Regions from separate parts of the Mus musculus genome. Here region 2 is linked to region 1. Evidence: chromatin contacts called from public HiChIP or PLAC-seq data. All regions are on one chromosome and are shown on one strand. Each heading gives the region's core, a stretch centred on a gene start, on an enhancer-like site or on the middle of the called end of the contact. The rest is flanking DNA. Distances are from core to core; before and after follow the strand shown. Region 1 has its middle 12 kb from the start of Ankrd66. Region 2 overlaps Rcan2 (regulator of calcineurin 2).

The links. HiChIP or PLAC-seq counts read pairs in DNA pulled down with a chosen protein or histone mark.
Region 2: a contact with region 1 is called in a CTCF HiChIP or PLAC-seq map of the NIH/3T3 cell line, with 8 read pairs. The contact joins two enhancer-like sites. A contact is called at or near these places in 1 of 15 datasets of contacts at CTCF or cohesin (the NIH/3T3 cell line) and 1 of 115 datasets of contacts at active chromatin or transcription factors (the NIH/3T3 cell line).

What each region holds. Positions count from the first base shown.
Region 1 is chr17:43,552,733-43,558,131 of GRCm38.p6, reverse strand. No RefSeq gene overlaps it. Among named protein-coding and RNA genes, the nearest start is that of Ankrd66, 12 kb to the right of the region's middle. Within about 2 kb of position 2,936, at least 28 of the 459 cell types and tissues checked have an H3K27ac peak or open chromatin away from gene starts, as enhancers often do. A contact at or near this core is called in the NIH/3T3 cell line, where this site is marked.
Region 2 is chr17:44,028,458-44,033,856 of GRCm38.p6, reverse strand. The region is part of intron 4 of Rcan2 (regulator of calcineurin 2); the gene reads right to left. Among named protein-coding and RNA genes, the nearest start is that of Gm34857, 13 kb to the left of the region's middle. Within about 2 kb of position 2,591, at least 59 of the 459 cell types and tissues checked have an H3K27ac peak or open chromatin away from gene starts, as enhancers often do. A contact at or near this core is called in the NIH/3T3 cell line, where this site is marked.

The DNA.
Region 1 (5,399 bases), core at 1,687-4,186:
GAAAAGTTACTTCTCCAAACAAGAGTGTCCTGAGAGATCTATACAGATTCGACTTCCTCATTCTGAAACCCTCAATGTTCCCCACTACACACTGGGAGAGAAGCAGTCCAGTCATGCTGATGCAGCAGGCATGTCCTTGCAGCATCTGGCCTCATTCCCCTGCCCCTGGCAGTCTCCCATAGTCAGCTCAGTTCACATTCAGCCACTCTGGATTTCACACCTTGGGCATCTCCTTTGCTGGTAGGAGTTGGCTTTTTTGTTGTTATTCAGGCCCTGGCTGGAAGCCACTCGGATTCGCTGATGAGTGCTAATAAAGGGACTGTTGATAAAAGGAGGAACAGAATTCAGGGAGCATGTCCTCCAGCGCACGGTTCATTGCTCTTCACCAAGCAGCACTGAGAGCTGAGGTCAGCCATGCTGAACCTGAAGGAGCAAGTGCAGAAAGCAATGGCTGGGACTTGGCCAGCATTGCTCTACAGAGTAAACCACCTGACATGTCTGTGACCTTCACAGCCAGGCTGGCCAGCCTCCCAAGGGAATCAGTTTTCTAACCCCATTCTTCATTTCCGCTCCCAAGCCAGCTGGAAGTAGCTGGCATAAGAGTCCACCATGGATGGTATCCAGCTAGGTCAACCTTCATGGGACAGAATGATGAGGGGCCGCTATAATGAGACTTACAACTGATTCCAAAAAGCTGGGTCTCAAAGGACTTTGTGCTCGTCTCTGGTCACTTAACACAGTCAGAATTACACTTGATTTTTTTTTTTTTTTGCAATGTTTCACTTCCTCAACTATATTAAAACCTACATCAGGAGAGTTCTGACTTTCTTCACATGCATTATGAAAGGTCAGAAATTCTTGTTGCGTGTTTCTCTCAAAGGGACTTCCTAGGGCCAGGGTGACGGCTCAGTTGGTAAAGGGCTTGCTTTACAAACATTAGAATCTGAGTTCAGTCCCCTAGGGCCCACTTAACAACAACAGCAACAGCAACAGCAACAGCAACAGCAACAGCAACAGCAACAACAACAACAACAACAACACCAGCAACAACAATCAAAGAAACAAATAGAGCATGGTGATGGGAGAGGATTCCCGCTCTGAGGAGGCAGAGAGGGTAGATCCCTAGGGCTTGCTGCTGAGACAGCACAGCCTGCTTAGGAGCTCAGGGTCAGTGAGAGACCATGTCTCAAAACACAAGGTCAGAGGGAGCTGGAGAAACACAGCTGAAGTACAAGACACAAGACACACATAAACACACACGCACGCACGCACGCATGGGCACAAAGCTAAGGCCTTCCATTGGTTCAGAAGTCATGCTAGAAAAGATAATTGCCTTAATACAGGCGAGTAGAAGTATGAGATAACCAAGATGGTTATCCACAACCTTCTGTAAGCAGGTTGTGCGTATCCCACTCAGGTTACACGGCATCCAGTTTAGGTCATGGGAGAACCATGATTGTATCTCTCCAGATGCTCTCTCTTAGAAAGCACAGTCTTAATTTAAGAAACGTGACCCTATGGATCTCCTAACTTCCTAAGCAAGGTGTCAGAGAACGCAGATCCGGCTTGAGCTGACTGGCACGAGGCTGAAATCCTAGCTCCGGCATAGACCCTTCTCAAGCTGAAGTGAACCAAGGAGCTACTACCCAGAAGGCTTTGCAAAAGCTGAAGGATAGATATAGATGTGAACAAAAGCTTTAGGGACTGCAAAGGGAAGATGAGTTTCAGCTCATTAGCTCAAGACGTGGGAACCTTGGAGGCTCCTTGTGATCAGGGCATTGACAGTGATGCTGCCAAGCTCTGAGTGTGGTCATCTGTCTGACTACTATGAAGAGGCCATGGAGAGAGAGGTGACCTGAACATGCCAAAGCCTTCTGGGCCTCAGAGTCTTTGTGTGCAAACTCCCTATATTTCAGATTTGGGACCAAGGGTAATGAAGCAATCTTTAGGAAAAAAAAAAGATATCTAATACATATGGCATCCATTGAATACTGGCGTTCCCACATACACATTACATCCCCTTTGTGCAGCTCTAAGGACAGCCTCTCTCACTGAATTGTACATCCTAATATGCAAAGCACTTTTACAAGAGGCAAGTTGGTTTGAAGTCAGAACTACATCATTTTCTAGGCAGAAAGTCTCAACTTCATTAGCTGCAAGGATCTGAAAATAACTGAAGGAAGACCCCAGTTTTGTAGTTCCCAAAAACAAAGGGCACTTCTTTTGCAGAAACAATCAGCATGAGGGGGTCGACCATTTATTTTGAAATAGTGACCCCCAGACTAAGGTGTGCAGGATCTCTTATAGGGAAGGGAGGGAACACTCTAGAAGGATCAGGTAATCTAAAATTTCATTGGTGGGTCCTAGGGGGTCCCAGGTGGTCAGTGCTCTGCATTCTTGTGTCATGAATGTTTAACCATAGGGTGAGAGAGGGCTGCCCAACACAGGTGGCCCACTCTAAGATAAGATATTTTCCCGTTTTTGTGGTTATCACCAGGGTGTTCTTTGGAAGGGGGTTTATGATCCTATTCTGGAATTTATGGTTTGTTCCTGGGGCTGGTGCCTATGACAGTTTCTGGGACTGATGGCCTGTTCCTGGATCAGGTACTTATGGCCTTCATTTTGAAGTCATCAAGGATGGAAATTAAAAGATGCTGGAGAATTGTGATCTGTGATGCTGATGGGATGGAATTTTGTGAAACAGCAGTGGTCACCACTCATCCTTTCTTCTTTCCTTTCTTGCTTTTTTTTTTTTTTTTTTTTTGGACAAGGTTTTCGGCATCCTGTACCTTAAACTGATAATATAGCCAAAGATGTTCCTGTTCCTCTTGCCTCTACCCGCCAAGCACTCGGATTACAGGAATGCACTGCCATTTCAGGTTTTATGCCTTGCCATAAATCAAGACTGGAGCTACAAGCACACCAGACAAGCACTCTTTTCAGCTGAGTCATATCCCCAGCTCCAGGGTATAGATTTTTGGCATCCATACTGCCAATCACTGCATCATACTGAAAGCACTGGAAAATATCCATCACAGAATCTGTTTATCCTCAGCATATTATGCTACTTGTAATAAACAAATATTTATGGTTATCATGATTATTCTTATTTTTATTTGTATGTGGCCTTGTGCATCATTTATGTCAATTTTTTTCATCTTGTTATTTCAATATATGACATTATGTTGACGCTTTTGGGGGTCAATTTTTAAATGTGGTGTAAAAAGCTCACTGTTGAAAGAAATCCTGGAGCCTCTCCCTTTTGTTGACCTTGCTCTCTGGCCAGCTGATGACTGGGGAGACGTTTGACATTACAAATGTTTTTATCAGGGGAAATAAACTCGTAGGAGGTGGCAGGGCCCCCGGATGCCTGCAGTTTGCTGATGGAAGCCCTCATATGTTCTTTCCACTGCCTCGCTCTTATCATAGTTCCTCTGTACCTTATCAGGACGACCTCTGCCCTTGAACTCTGTGAACTGCAGAACGGCTTTCAGTAAGTGTTTCTTCAGAGAAGTCAAGCTGAACTGGAGCTATGGGAAGCTTGGGGAGAGCAGAAGATGCTTCCGGTTCCTGGAGGTTGGAAATCAGCTTCTCAAACGCATTATTTTCATATTCTAATAGACACCCATTAAACACTGCTGTCTTTGACATCACGAATCCTATTCCTTCCAACTATGCTCTTCTCCCTTGGTTTTGGTAAAGTTATATACTCCCTGGCAACGGTCTATCTATCTTGATCATTCTTTCTCTGCTATCAGACTTCCAAGAAGGGAGATCCTCAGGCTGGGGCTACAACCACCCCTGTACAATGATCAGTCTTAGTTTATCTTATGTATTCTTTATATCTTGACATATGACCCACCTGTTTGTCATTTCAGCTATGTAACTTGATCCCCAGAGTCGCAGGACTTTGAAGTGCTCCTCAATATTTACTTCTGTGCAGGCTCCTTAAACTTAAATCAAAACCTAACATTTCATCTGGGTTCTTTGTTCATCCCAAGCTGGCCCCGCTGACGTCACCCCCAGACCACAACTTCATCACTTAAGCAAAAGTAGTCAGCCTCGATTCTCCCTTCCCCCAACTATGCATGTCTGAGCCATTGACAGTTGACGTCATATTCATTCTAAATATGTCTAGTTTCAGTACTTCATCATTTCTCATGACCCCCATGACCCTTGCTCACCAGATCACAGTCCTTTCTTGTCTAGACTTCTGAAGCATATGTCTCCAGTGCTTGTGCTTGCCGTCTCCATTCTCATTAGCAGCCAAAGTCATCTTTGAAGGAAAGACAGGTTCCATCTTACCAGTATGTGAAAATCTTTCAGTGACTATTCTTTGTATTAGGAGTTAAAAGAAAAAAAAATCCAAATTCCTGACAACGTTCCAGAATATGTCGAGCAGTTACTTACATTACACTTCTGCTCACTCCATGCTCCACAGACAGCTGTATCCTCTTCCTCTTTATTTTTTACACAAGTCTTTCTCGGGGTGGACCACCCTCCCCAGGTCCTCAGCCACCTTAGTTCTTCACCTTTGCCACATTTCACGTGCGTATTAGCCAAAGCTCTTCCGAGGATCAGAATTGATGCAGTGCGGAAGAAGTGGTTCATCGGCTGGCTCCAACGGTCAGGGACAGAGTCATTCTGCAATGGCTGCTTGTCTGCTGCAGAGCTAGGGAAATCACTAGGTGCTCAGTCCGCAATCCTGGAAGCTGCTGGACAAGAGAGACAGGGGCACAGTCCTGACTGGAGGACGAAGGCTTGGGAATCCTCTGGAGAGTCATTGGTGTGAGTCTGTCTTCAAATGCTGGTGACTCTGGAGACCGATACTCAGGGAGGCGACAGACACATGCACTAGACACAGGTGGGACACGTGTGAGCTCCCCTCCTGCTTTTCAATCCCTCCAAGGCTCTAGCCTATTTGATAACTCCATTCTTGGCAATAGTCTTAGCTGTTCTTTTTGCTGACTGACGCACATGCTCTCTGGAGTCGTTCTCGGTGAAACATCAGAAGTGGTTTGTGTCGGTCAGGTTTTCACTGCTGCCACAGAATGCTTGAGGAAGGTAACATAAAGGAGCAAATGTCTGTTCTGGCTCTCATGCAGAGGTTTCAGCCATGGTCAGCTGCATCCTTGGTGAAGCCTAACATCATGATGAGAGGCTGGGGTAGAAAGTGTGACTGGAGCAAAGCTGCTTACCTTCTGTCTGGCTGGCAGCAGAGAATAAGAGAAGATGTTGGAGTCAAGAAAGGTACATTTTGTTCCGTGTGATGTTCTTTACCCAAGTGGGCTACACTTACTCCTTTCTGCCATCTCCCAGTAATACTATCAAAGCCTGAATCCAGGGCCTGGAGAGATGATTCAGGAAAATAGGTTCTCAGCAGGGGTGGGGGTGGGTGG
Region 2 (5,399 bases), core at 1,342-3,841, 480 kb before region 1:
ATGTGAGCCTCTACTTGATGATTAGAACGAGTATTGTTAGTCCCCATGACAGGGTGTCAGCCATTTGTGGTTCTGTCCACACACTGGTAATCGAACAGGAGCGGAACAGAAAACTTGCAAGCTAAAGACTTGAATGTTGGAGGCTGACATTGAAAACGGGGACCCTGGATGATGTAGTAGGTATCAAAGCTCTTCCAAGTGATGCTGGGAAGGATGGCCATACTGCTTAGTCACTGTTATTCGTTGAACTGTCCCCCTAAAAGGAATTGAAGTCCTAACCTTGAGTACTTGTGAATGTGACTGCACTTGATCATAGGGTCTCTTTAGAGATGGCCACGTGAAGATGAGGTCATTAAGTCCATAGCCTTAGAAAAAAGGATGAGGTTGGGTAAACACACAGAAACTCACACAGAGTGAATAAATGCCACATGAAGAACGGGTCTATGTTGTCCAATGCCAGGTTATGACCAGAAGCTAGGAAAGAGGCAGGAACAGGTCCTTCCCTAACACATTCAGAGAGAGAGAGAGAGAGAGAGTATCGCCCTGTACACACCTTGATCTTGGAACCTCCAGAAATGCATGCCAACAAGTCTTGTTACAGATGTCATTCACATTATGGTGCTTTGTTATACATCCTGGCAAACGAATACAGATCAACTCTGCTTTTTATTCAGAGTCAAAAAAAGTTTTATTCCTTTTAGAGATGTGCACAGGTGTGTTTGCATGCACGTGCATGCTTGCTTGTTCCTGTAGGCTCAGGTGTGAAGATCACAAGACAGCCTTGGGGATTCGTTCTTATTTAGTTCCTCATCTGAGAGAGGGCTGGGCCATGAGTGCTTGGGATCCCCTCATTTATAGCTTCCATCTTGGCATAGGAACGGTAGGACTAGGGACATACCCTAGCGTCTCTGGCTTTCCGTGGGCTCCAGATATCTGAACTCAGGCCCTCCTATTTGCATGGCCAGTGCTTTGCTCACTCAACGGTCTCCTCAGTCTACAAGGCAGGAAGCTCTTTATGAGATCCTCTGTCAGCATCCCCATCAGCATCCCACTGTGTCCAGTAGGAACTTTCATGGAAGTGACTGGTCCAGGAAAACAGAGTATTATGGCTCCTAAGTGCACAGGAAGCAAAAGCAATAGAAGCAGGGAGAGGAGTCACTCTGCAGTGCATAGAGACTCTGTGAGTTACGGTTGCTGAAATTGCAGATAGGACTGGTGTAAGTATTAGACCCCTGGTCCAAGTTAGTTGATAAGGACCAGTCAGCATGCTGCCCCTGTTTGTACCATACTATGTGACAATCTGGATGGAAAGTAAACCTTAATCCAGCAAGGGAGTAACCCCCTTTGAAATCACTGTAGACATCTTGTGACCCATTTAATGTTGTGTTAAATAAGTTGGATTAAGTGGAGTTTATCACCATGGTGGTGTTTTTTTGTTTTGTTTTGTTTTTTCTAATTTATTTCTTTTTAAGATCAAAGCTCTAAGGCAGAAGAGGATACTTGGGTACTGCTAATGAGAGGAACCCTCTTGGAGCCAGTTTTATCTGCAGGGTGCAGAAGATGATGGTTCAGTGCAGCTTGAGGGCATCTCTGAGCACTGGTTCTTGGAGGGAGAACTTACTAGAAGTGCTTGCTAACCAACAAACCCCAGTGGTGTCAGCAACCCTGCTGACGCTGATCTAATGGAGGTGTGTAATGCTTGTGTGTGCTTTTGTGTGTGTGTGTGTGTGTGTGTGTGTGTGTGTGTGTGTGTGAGAGAGAGAGAGAGAGAGAGAGAGAGAGAGAGAGAGAGAGAGAGAGAGAGAGAGAGAGAGAGAAATCGCATAAAAGCATGAATGTGAAGGTCATGAAACCTAAGGCTGGTGTGGGTGAGAGCTGTGATACAGGCCAGCATGAACATACACCCTGGCCTTTTACTCGTCTTTTTGGAAGACAGCTATCCTTGTTGGAGAGATCACATTTTGTAACCCAGGCTGTCCTAGAATTCACTATGTAGCCCAGGCTGTCCTAGAACTCACTGTATAACCCAGGCTAGCCTGGAACTCACTATGTAATCAGGCTGTCCTTGAACTTGTAACCCTTCTGTCCCAGTCTCTGAAGTGGTGGTATTTCTAGCATACTCTACCATTCCTGGCTTCCTTTTCCTTTTTTCCTTCCCCTCCCTTTCTTCCATCTCTAATTCCTTCTTTCCTCCCATCTTCCATTCCCACTTTCTGCTTTCCTTCCTTTCTCTTTCCATGCCTTCCCCATCCCTTCTCTTCTTCCCGTTCTCCTTTCTTCTTTTTCCTTCCCCACCCCTTCACAACTGCAGTGAAGCACACAAGGAAAGCTAGCCTTTGTTAGGTCTTTTCTTTACCTTGGCTAATATAAAGGGGCACTCCTTCCAAGGCACCACCTGCCTCCCCCTCCCCCACATCTCATTCACACCTCTGGCATGGAGGAAGAAGAACCCAGAATGAGACTGAGTAGCAGTTTGGCCCCCTCTGGTGCAGCCTCTTCATGTGGGGTGCAAAAGCATCTTCAGTTATGTTAATCAAGTCAGGCTGCACATTAGTAAGGGATGTTTTCTGGCTGTGGTCCCATTAAGGCTGACATCTCATTGTGCTATTTTGGGAAACTTTGTTACTATCAAAATTCCACAAAGCTTAACATCTGCTGAGTACCTACAAACTAAAAAGAAATAGCCTTAGCTTTACTGGATTGGATTTTTCTTTTTTTGGCTTCTCTTTCCCCTCGGGCTTCAGCTAATTCTTCCATCATGAGGGTTGACGTCAATACTGTCACTATTCAAAGGGAACAACTGGGCTTAGTTGGGGACAAAGAGCTTGTGTCAAGCCTTTTCCACCCAGGGTGGAGACAATCTTGGCCATGGTGCAGTGAGGACAGGACATTCAGACCAGTTCCTTTTATGGGACAAGGAAAGCATTCATCTGTCACCTGCTTGCTCCCTTGTCTGCGTTAGATTGTCCTGTCCCCTGTGTGCAGAAAGGAGGCCAGGGCCAAAAGCCTTCAAAAATGCACCAGTCAGGGTTTTCCCTTGAGCTATGCTGAGACACATGAAAAACTATCTAGTGTGGGCAAGAGTCTAATGCTCATTCAGGCCTCAGACACTGACTGAGGCTTGGCTACTGTTCAAAGAGATGCCCAACTTCTGTCCTCTAGCTTCTTGAGTGGGTGGGATCAGGTTGGTGACAATGTCTTGGTTCCTGTGGTAAGAAGGAGGGACTGTATTGCAGGCAAGATGCCTCCCACCTGTAATGAGCAGGGTCCTGAAAGGGTCCTGGGTGGTAGTGCCTTCCAATGTAATTGACACAGGGGGGTGGCCATAAGGCCACTTTTGACTCTAGGCAGTGACTGAGCCCCTCCTGCATTTTTCTCTAGACTTCCTCACTGAGATTATAGTTTGTAAACACCAGCGTCTTACAGAGATGCAATGGCAAGAAGATGGTGCAGACATTAAAACAAGAGTCAAAGCTATATAGATTTTAATACGTAGGGAGAAAAAATAATAACCCTTTTTGAATTAATGAAGGGAAGAAGAAACCCTCCTGAGACTTCAGCACTTGGGGACCAGGCCCTAACATATGCCCTGATGGGGAACAGATAGAATCTCTGCTTCAGGGACTTCCCAATGGCAATTTAACATGTAGATGCTTTGTTCCTTAGCACCTCCTGCTGTTCTGGAAGATTCTTACTTGTTCACACTGATGCCCTTATCAGAGGCCTCATATTGACCGCTTGACATCTTCCTAAATACACACTCATGCTCACATCTCTAAGATGGGATCTTTCTATCACCCTTCCAGGCATCTCCGTGAAAATCCTTAGAGCCAGGTACTCCTCAGTTCCTTCCCCATCTACCACCACTTTTGGTCAGTCTCGGTGCTTTCCTCAATAAGACTCTGAAGCATTTCCACACATGTTTCTTCTAACAAAGACCCCATCTGGTGACATCTTTGAAACTTCCAGCCACCTGGAGAACTTCCTGTTTTCCTCACCACAGCAACTAGTCTTCTTAAAACAACAGATGGCAACACTGAGTTATCACATGCTAATAACGTGACTCAGAGGAAGTTGTATAACTGAGCATTTATCAAGGCAAGGAGGATAGCACCCGTGTTCCTAGGATACGGTGAAGAAAAATTCATGCCGACTATATAAAGCTCTCCCAAGAGGCATGATATTAATCACTTGGGAGAATGTCACTGTGGTCAGTACTACTCAAATAATCTGTTATATATGATGAACTAATCATGCAGTATTTAAATAAACAAGCAACAAAACAGTTGCTGCAAAGGGCTTTGACTCCATGGGTCATGAAGAAGCCTAAGAACTGACATACAGGCTGTGTCCCACAGGTTATTGCTTAGCTGGACACCATGGAACCTGATCACAAAGACAGACTCATTTTTTCCCCAAGTCACTGGTCTCCATTTTCTGAATTGTCATTGGTAAATTTCTCTTCTTTCTTCTCTCTCTTCCTACCCATTTCCACACCTCTATGTCTGAGATAGAAAACTGCAAGTTGCTATTTTAATGAGATCTTGGATTTTTTTTTCCTGAGGTCATCTGAACCATTCAATTCTAATATTTAAATGTACCATCTTTTGTATCTATAATTATCTCATTGGAGTGATATTTGCACATGTGTGTATGTATATATGAGTGAGTACATGTGTGAGTGTGTGTGAGTGTATGTGTGTGTATGACCATGCATGTGTGTGTATAACTGTGTATGTATGCGTGTGTGTAAGTATATGTATGAGTGTATGTGTGTGTATATGTGAGGGTGTGTATGTATGCACGTGTATGTGTGTATGTATGAGTGTGTATGTGTGTATGTATGAACATGTATGTGTGTATGTATGTGCATGTATGTGTGTGTATATGAGTATGTATATGTGTGTGTATGTATAAGTATGTATATGTGTGTATGTGTGTATGTATGACTATGTATGTGTGTATGTATTTATGTATGTGTGTGCATGTGTGTGGGTATGTGCGTACATGTGAGTGTATGTGTATGAATGTGTGTATATGTGAATGTGTGTGTATGTATGAGCATGTATGTGTGTACATATGAGTGTGAATGTGTGTGTATGTATGAGTGTGTATGTGTTTGTATGTGTGTGAGTGTGTGTGTATGTATGAGTGTGTATGAATGTGTATGTGAGTCTGTGAGTGTGTATGAGTATGTATATGTGCATACATATGAGTATGTGTGTGAATATGTGAGTGTGTATGTGTGAGTATGTGTGTATGTATGAGTATATGTGTATGTATGAGTGTGTGAATGTGTGATTATGTGTATGTGTGAGTGTGTGTGTGTGTATGTGTATATGAGCATGTGTGAGAGTGTGTGTATGTGTGGTTATGTGTATGTGTGTGTGTGTGTGTGT